2 separate regions of the Callithrix jacchus genome follow, and region 2 is linked to region 1. The links are chromatin contacts, called in public Hi-C maps. All regions are on one chromosome and are shown on one strand. Each heading gives the region's core, a stretch centred on a gene start, on an enhancer-like site or on the middle of the called end of the contact. The rest is flanking DNA. Distances are from core to core; before and after follow the strand shown.

Region 1 (2,700 bases), core at 109-2,608:
GCAACCTCCGCCTCCTGGATTCAAGCAATTCTCTTTCCTCAGCCTCCCTAATAGCTAGGGTTACAGGCCTGCTCGCCATGCCTGGCTAATTTTTGTATTTTTAGTAAAGACAGGGTTTCATCATGTTTGCCAGGCTGGTCTCAAACTCTTGACCTCAAGTGATCTGCCTTCCTTGGCCTCCCAAAGTCCTGGGATTATGGGCATGAGCCACAGCACTCAACCTAAAATATAATCTTTTTTTTTTTGAGACGGAGTTTCGCTCTTGTTACCCAGGCTGGAGTGCAATGGCGCGATCTCGGCTCACCGCAACCTCTGCCTCCTGGGTTCAGGCAATTCTCCTGCCTCAGCCTCCTGAGTAGCTGGGATTACAGGCACGTGCCACCATGCCCAGCTAATTTTTTGTATTTTTAGTAGAGATGGGGTTTCACCATGTCGACCAGGATGGTCTCGATCTCTTGACCTCGTGATCCACCCGCCTCGGTCTCCCAAAGTGCTGGGATTACAGGCATGAGCCACCACGCCTGGCCTAATATAATCATTTTTAAATGAAAAAAAAAAACATTATTGGGTCACAGGCTATATGAAAACAGATAGCCAGCTGGATTTGGCCCATAGGGTGAAGTTTATTCACCCTTGCTCTGGGGAACTGATTAAGCGCTTGCATATTTTTGTATCTGTCTCCTCAGTAGACCATGCACAAGGCCATGTATCAGGCATTCCTGTATCCCCAGTGTCTAGGTCAGAGTCTGATGTACAGTAGGCACTCAATACAAAGTTGTTGAGTGAATGGATAAATGAATGATTGAACAGGTCCCTGATCTCTTCAGAGGAATGAAACCAGAATCCTGAATGCCTCATTTCCCACTTTTCTTCATCTAACTCTGTTTCTCAGATGTGCTACGGTGTCACATGGGTCCCTCTGACCTGAACCATGTCCAAGCCCTGCAGAGAAGAAAGGTAGTGCTCCTCTGAAACAAACTCAGGACTTCTGGGGGTACCTAAAGCTGCTACTGGGACTTGGTCTTATCTTTTGGCCCTTTGAGGAGTGGCCCAAATGTTCTGATGCTCTGACTCCATGCCCTAGCAATTCTCAGCAATGATCTCTTTCTTACAGGTGAGATCTGCCACGCAAAAGAGGGGAAGAAAACAGAGCTCAGGTTTCAGGAAGGAGAAAGGAAAGAGTGAAACGACTCTGAGGTAAGTAGCAGGGGAATTTCAAAAGAGAAGCATAGATTTCACTAGCCAAAGCAAAATGAGTAGGACCGGAGGTAGTGAAGGAAGTGGCTGGGATTGAGTAACTGGGGAGTTTCTTATTCTTTCGGCGGAGTATAATAGGACACATAAGAGCAGGATATCTCTTGTTTGAAGCGTGAAGCCTGACTGTCCACCAGAAAGGACGCTCTTTGGGTGAGTTGAACTTCTTCCATCGGAGAAAGAATTGAAAGCTGAGAAACTCAGGTAAGTACTTTGTGATGAGTATACTTTTACCTTCTTGGTCTCCTCATCTCCCAGGTGGTAACAAATAAAAAGACTAAAGCCTATATGTGTGTATAGTGGAGAGGAGCAGAGGGAACTAGATACAGAGAGGATCCTGAATACAGGATGCTGAATAGAGAGAGGGGACTTCTGGGGGTCTTTGGGGATGGAGAAGGAATTAGTAAAGTTGGAGGGTTTACTGAGAGCAACAGGATAGATATTGAAGAGGACTGAGGTTTGTAGCAGAATAAGACTAAGATATTTAGGCAAGATATATTTATATAAAAACTTGGGGAAATATTTGAGAATGGTAAGGACTAAGAACCTAGAGAGAGTTAGGGACCTTGAGATGAAGAGGCCTGGGAATGGCTTAGGAAGATAGTGAATTACGGTGAGGTCCAGGAGCAGTTCAGATGCCCAGGGTCCCAGAGCTGTTCAAGAGATCCAAGTTCAGGCCAGGCGTGGTGGCTTATGCCCGTAATCCCAGCACTTTGGGAGGCCAAGCCAGGGGGATGACGAGGTCAAGAGATCGAGACCATCCTGGCCAAGATGGTGAAACTCCATCTCTACTAAAAATACAAAAACTTAGCTGGATGTCGTGGCAAACGCCTGTAATCCCAGTTACTCAGGAGGCTGAGGCAGGAAAATCGCCTGATCCCGGGAGGTGGAGGTTGCAGTGAGCTGAGATTGTGCCACTGCACTCCAGAGCAAGACTCTGTCTCAAAGGAAAAAGAGATCCAAGTTGAATGCTAGGTTCTGATTCCTTATTCCTCTTCCACCTTCTGCCTCTTTTAGCCTCTATCATGTGGAACACCTCTGATGCCAACTTCTCCTGCTACCATGAGTCTGTGCTGGGCTATCGTTATGTTGCAGTTAGCTGGGGGGTGGTGGTGGCTGTGACAGGCACCGTCGGCAATGTGCTCACCTTACTGGCCTTGGCTATCCAGCCCAAACTCCGTACCCGATTCAACCTGCTCATAGCCAACCTCACACTGGCTGATCTCCTCTACTGCACACTCCTTCAGCCCTTCTCTGTGGACACCTACCTCCACCTGCACTGGCGCACTGGTGCCACCTTCTGCAGGGTGTTTGGGCTCCTTCTTTTTGCCTCCAATTCTGTCTCCATCCTGACCCTCTGCCTCATCGCACTGGGACGCTACCTCCTCATTGCCCACCCTAAGCTTTTTCCTCAAGTGTTCAGTGCCAAGGGGATAGTGCTGGCAC
Region 2 (2,700 bases), core at 3-2,502, 150 kb after region 1:
TCCAGGCAGAGTGAGAGAGCTCATGAGGAGCTTGGGGACCTCACAGTTTTGTGAAACTGAAGCGCTGGCTGTTGTGTGCCTGAGTCTGGCCATGATGCACAAGATAAGGCCAGAGAAGGGGGATGCTGACAAAATGTGAGGGGCTTTCTTTGGCAAGGGTGAACAATGTAAGTTTAGTTCTGAAGCCTGGGAGTCCAGAGTTTTCAGCTGTTGACCCTCATTAGACCAGTTTTTTTTTTTTTTTTTAAGCAAGGTAACCCCGGAGGCAGGACTACCCTAGGAGGCCTTGCATCAGTCCCGGGAGGAAAATCCCACCAGAAGCCCCTGGACCAAGGCGTCAGGAAAAGATGAACACATTCAGGAGACATTGACCAAGTCGAGTCCAAGAGAATGGAGGAACCAGAATCTGGGGTTGCAGGCTTGGCCTGTGCCAATGCGAGACAGACATACCCAGAAGGTGGCGCGAGCCGGGGAGGCGGGTCCGGGCAGGACTGCTCCCGCGGTTAGTCAGAGAGGCGTGAGAACGCGCCAGCACCCGGGGCGTGAACAGCCGCAGCGGAGGCGCGCAGGGAGAACGCCCGCCCGGCGTGGGGCCTGCTCGCCTGGAGCCGCCTGCCACGAATTTATGGCCCAAAACCGAATGCAGCTGTGCGCAGCTGGGTATGCAAATATATGCAAATTCGCGCCGCCCGGCCTGGGCTAGGTTGCGAGCGGAGTCAAAGGGTGGGGGAAGGGGCTCAGCTTTTTTTTTTTTTTTGAGACAGAGTTTCGCTCTTGTTACCCAGGCTGGAGTGTAATGGCGCGATCTTGGCTCACTGCAACCTCTGCCTCCTGGGTTCAGGCAATTCTCCTGCCTCAGCCTCCTGAGTAGCTGGGATTACAGGCACGCGCCACCATGCCCAGCTAATTTTTTGTATTTTTAGTAGAGACGGGGTTTCACCATGTTGACCAGGATGGTCTCGATCTGTTGACCTCGTGATCCACCCGCCTCGGCCTCCTAAAGTGCTGGGATTACAGGCTTGAGCCACCGTGCCCGGCCAGGGGCGCAGCTTTGTTACTGCCGTTCCGCTCCCAGAGGAGTTCAGACGCGGTGCGGGAGAGGATGCTGGGGGAGGAAGTACATCTTCCCCGTCCTGACCGTCCCGCCTCAGGACCGTGACCATCGGGACAAACGCGAGTTCCCTTCATGTCCCCAATGACCGTGTGCCCCCACTCCCTCAGCCCCACCCTACGTGCAGGGGGAAGGGCCCTGGCTTCCAGAATACCTAAGCCCCTGTGATCTGAGCGTCCTTCCTTCACTGCGAGCGGAAAAGAGCCGCATGGTGGGGTAGATGATCCCACACCCGTCCCCGTCTCAGAATTCCCCCTCTCCAGAGCCAGGGAAGGTGTGGATCGGAACACCTGACTTCTTTCATTCCTGCCTTGTGACCCATGCTCCTGCCTCCCATCCGCTTCTTGAGAAGTCCCTCCAGAAGTTTAACCACAGTCACACTTGCTATTGTTTCTGTTTGATTTTTCCGGGTGGTTTAGTGAGCAGATTCTATTCCCAAAATCCCAAATGTTGGGTTCTGAGGGTGTGGGAATGGGGTCTGGGCATCAACTCCCATCCCCCTCCTCCCGAGGACCAAGGACCAAGTCCCCACCCTAGGCAAGAACTGGAAGGGAGTCTGGCGGGGGTGGGGGAGTTGTCATTTCCTGGCTCTGGCTTTTTTTTTTCTTCTTCCCCTTGCCGACTCTTCCCCCAATGGCCACGAGGGGTCTTCCTTGCGCTAAGAATGGGAAATCCTGCGTTAGGTTTGAGCGCTGGGAGGCTGGGGCGCCGAGCGAGTCTTCTTTTCTGCGGTCCCCGAGCGCCCAGACCTGCAGGCATCCCACCTCCTCGCCCTTCCTTGGTGGCTTCACTCAGTCGCAGACGACTTCACCTCTCTTACCCCACGCTGCAGACTGGAGATTGGCATTTCGAGATCTCCTGCTCTTTCCGCCAACCCTATGGAGCAACCCGAGGGCTGTGAGCCAAGAGAGAATTCGGGCCCGACCTATAGTAGGCGCCCAATAAATGCTTTTCCGCTGAATGACAATGTGGCGGTGTCCTGATCAGGAGTGGGAAGGGACACTCCTCCTCCCAAAGCCTCAGAGGCAGCTCAACTCCCTACCAGGGAAACTGAGGCCATCTGTGGGACTTACATATTGATGCAGCGGGGGAAGTCCTAAGTGACAGGGGCAATTAGAAGGGAGGGGTTTGCCAATCAGGAAGCAGTCTTGGATTGCTCTGATGTCGGAAGGCGGGATAAATGGAAGATCCAGACCCCTAAAGGGAAGCCTTGTTAGGATGGGGATATGGGATGTGAGCGTGGAAAAGGGGCCAGAGATTTGGATAGTTTAGCTCAGGAAGGGAAGTTAAGGCAACCCCTTTCTCCTGTGGGACGTAATTTGTTAGGTTTAGCTGAAGCTGCAGCAGGAGGAATGGCGGTCAGACATCAGGAAGGACTTCCCAGTTGGAGTTAGACTTGGGGACAGAGGGTGAAAGGTGATGACGTCGTTCCCGGGGCGGCGGAAGGTGAGTTACCTGAAACCCGGTTATAATGGGAACCCGTCAGGGGTGGTGGGGGAGGGAGATACAGTTCCGGGGGTAGACGCAGTGGGCGGAAGCTTAGGTGAAGTTGGCTGCCCTTCCTCCACGGAAGCGGCTGCGGAACCGGA

What was found. A called contact is a pair of places that touch in the nucleus more often than the background predicts.
Region 2: a contact with region 1 is called in a Hi-C map of induced pluripotent stem cells, with 4 times the contacts expected there. The contact joins the enhancer-like site here to the promoter of GPR84 in region 1. A contact is called at or near these places in 3 of 3 Hi-C or Micro-C datasets (induced pluripotent stem cells and skeletal muscle).

The regions. Positions count from the first base shown.
Region 1 is chr9:65,185,903-65,188,602 of calJac240_pri, forward strand. GPR84 (G protein-coupled receptor 84) reads left to right here and starts at 1,359. Exons shown (of 2, transcript XM_002752554.7): 1 at 1,359-1,458; 2 at 2,272-2,700. The coding sequence starts at 2,280.
Region 2 is chr9:65,334,754-65,337,453 of calJac240_pri, forward strand. No RefSeq gene overlaps it. Among named protein-coding and RNA genes, the nearest start is that of SMUG1, 30 kb to the right of the region's middle. Within about 2 kb of position 1,253, at least 9 of the 16 cell types and tissues checked have an H3K27ac peak or open chromatin away from gene starts, as enhancers often do. A contact at or near this core is called in skeletal muscle, where this site is marked.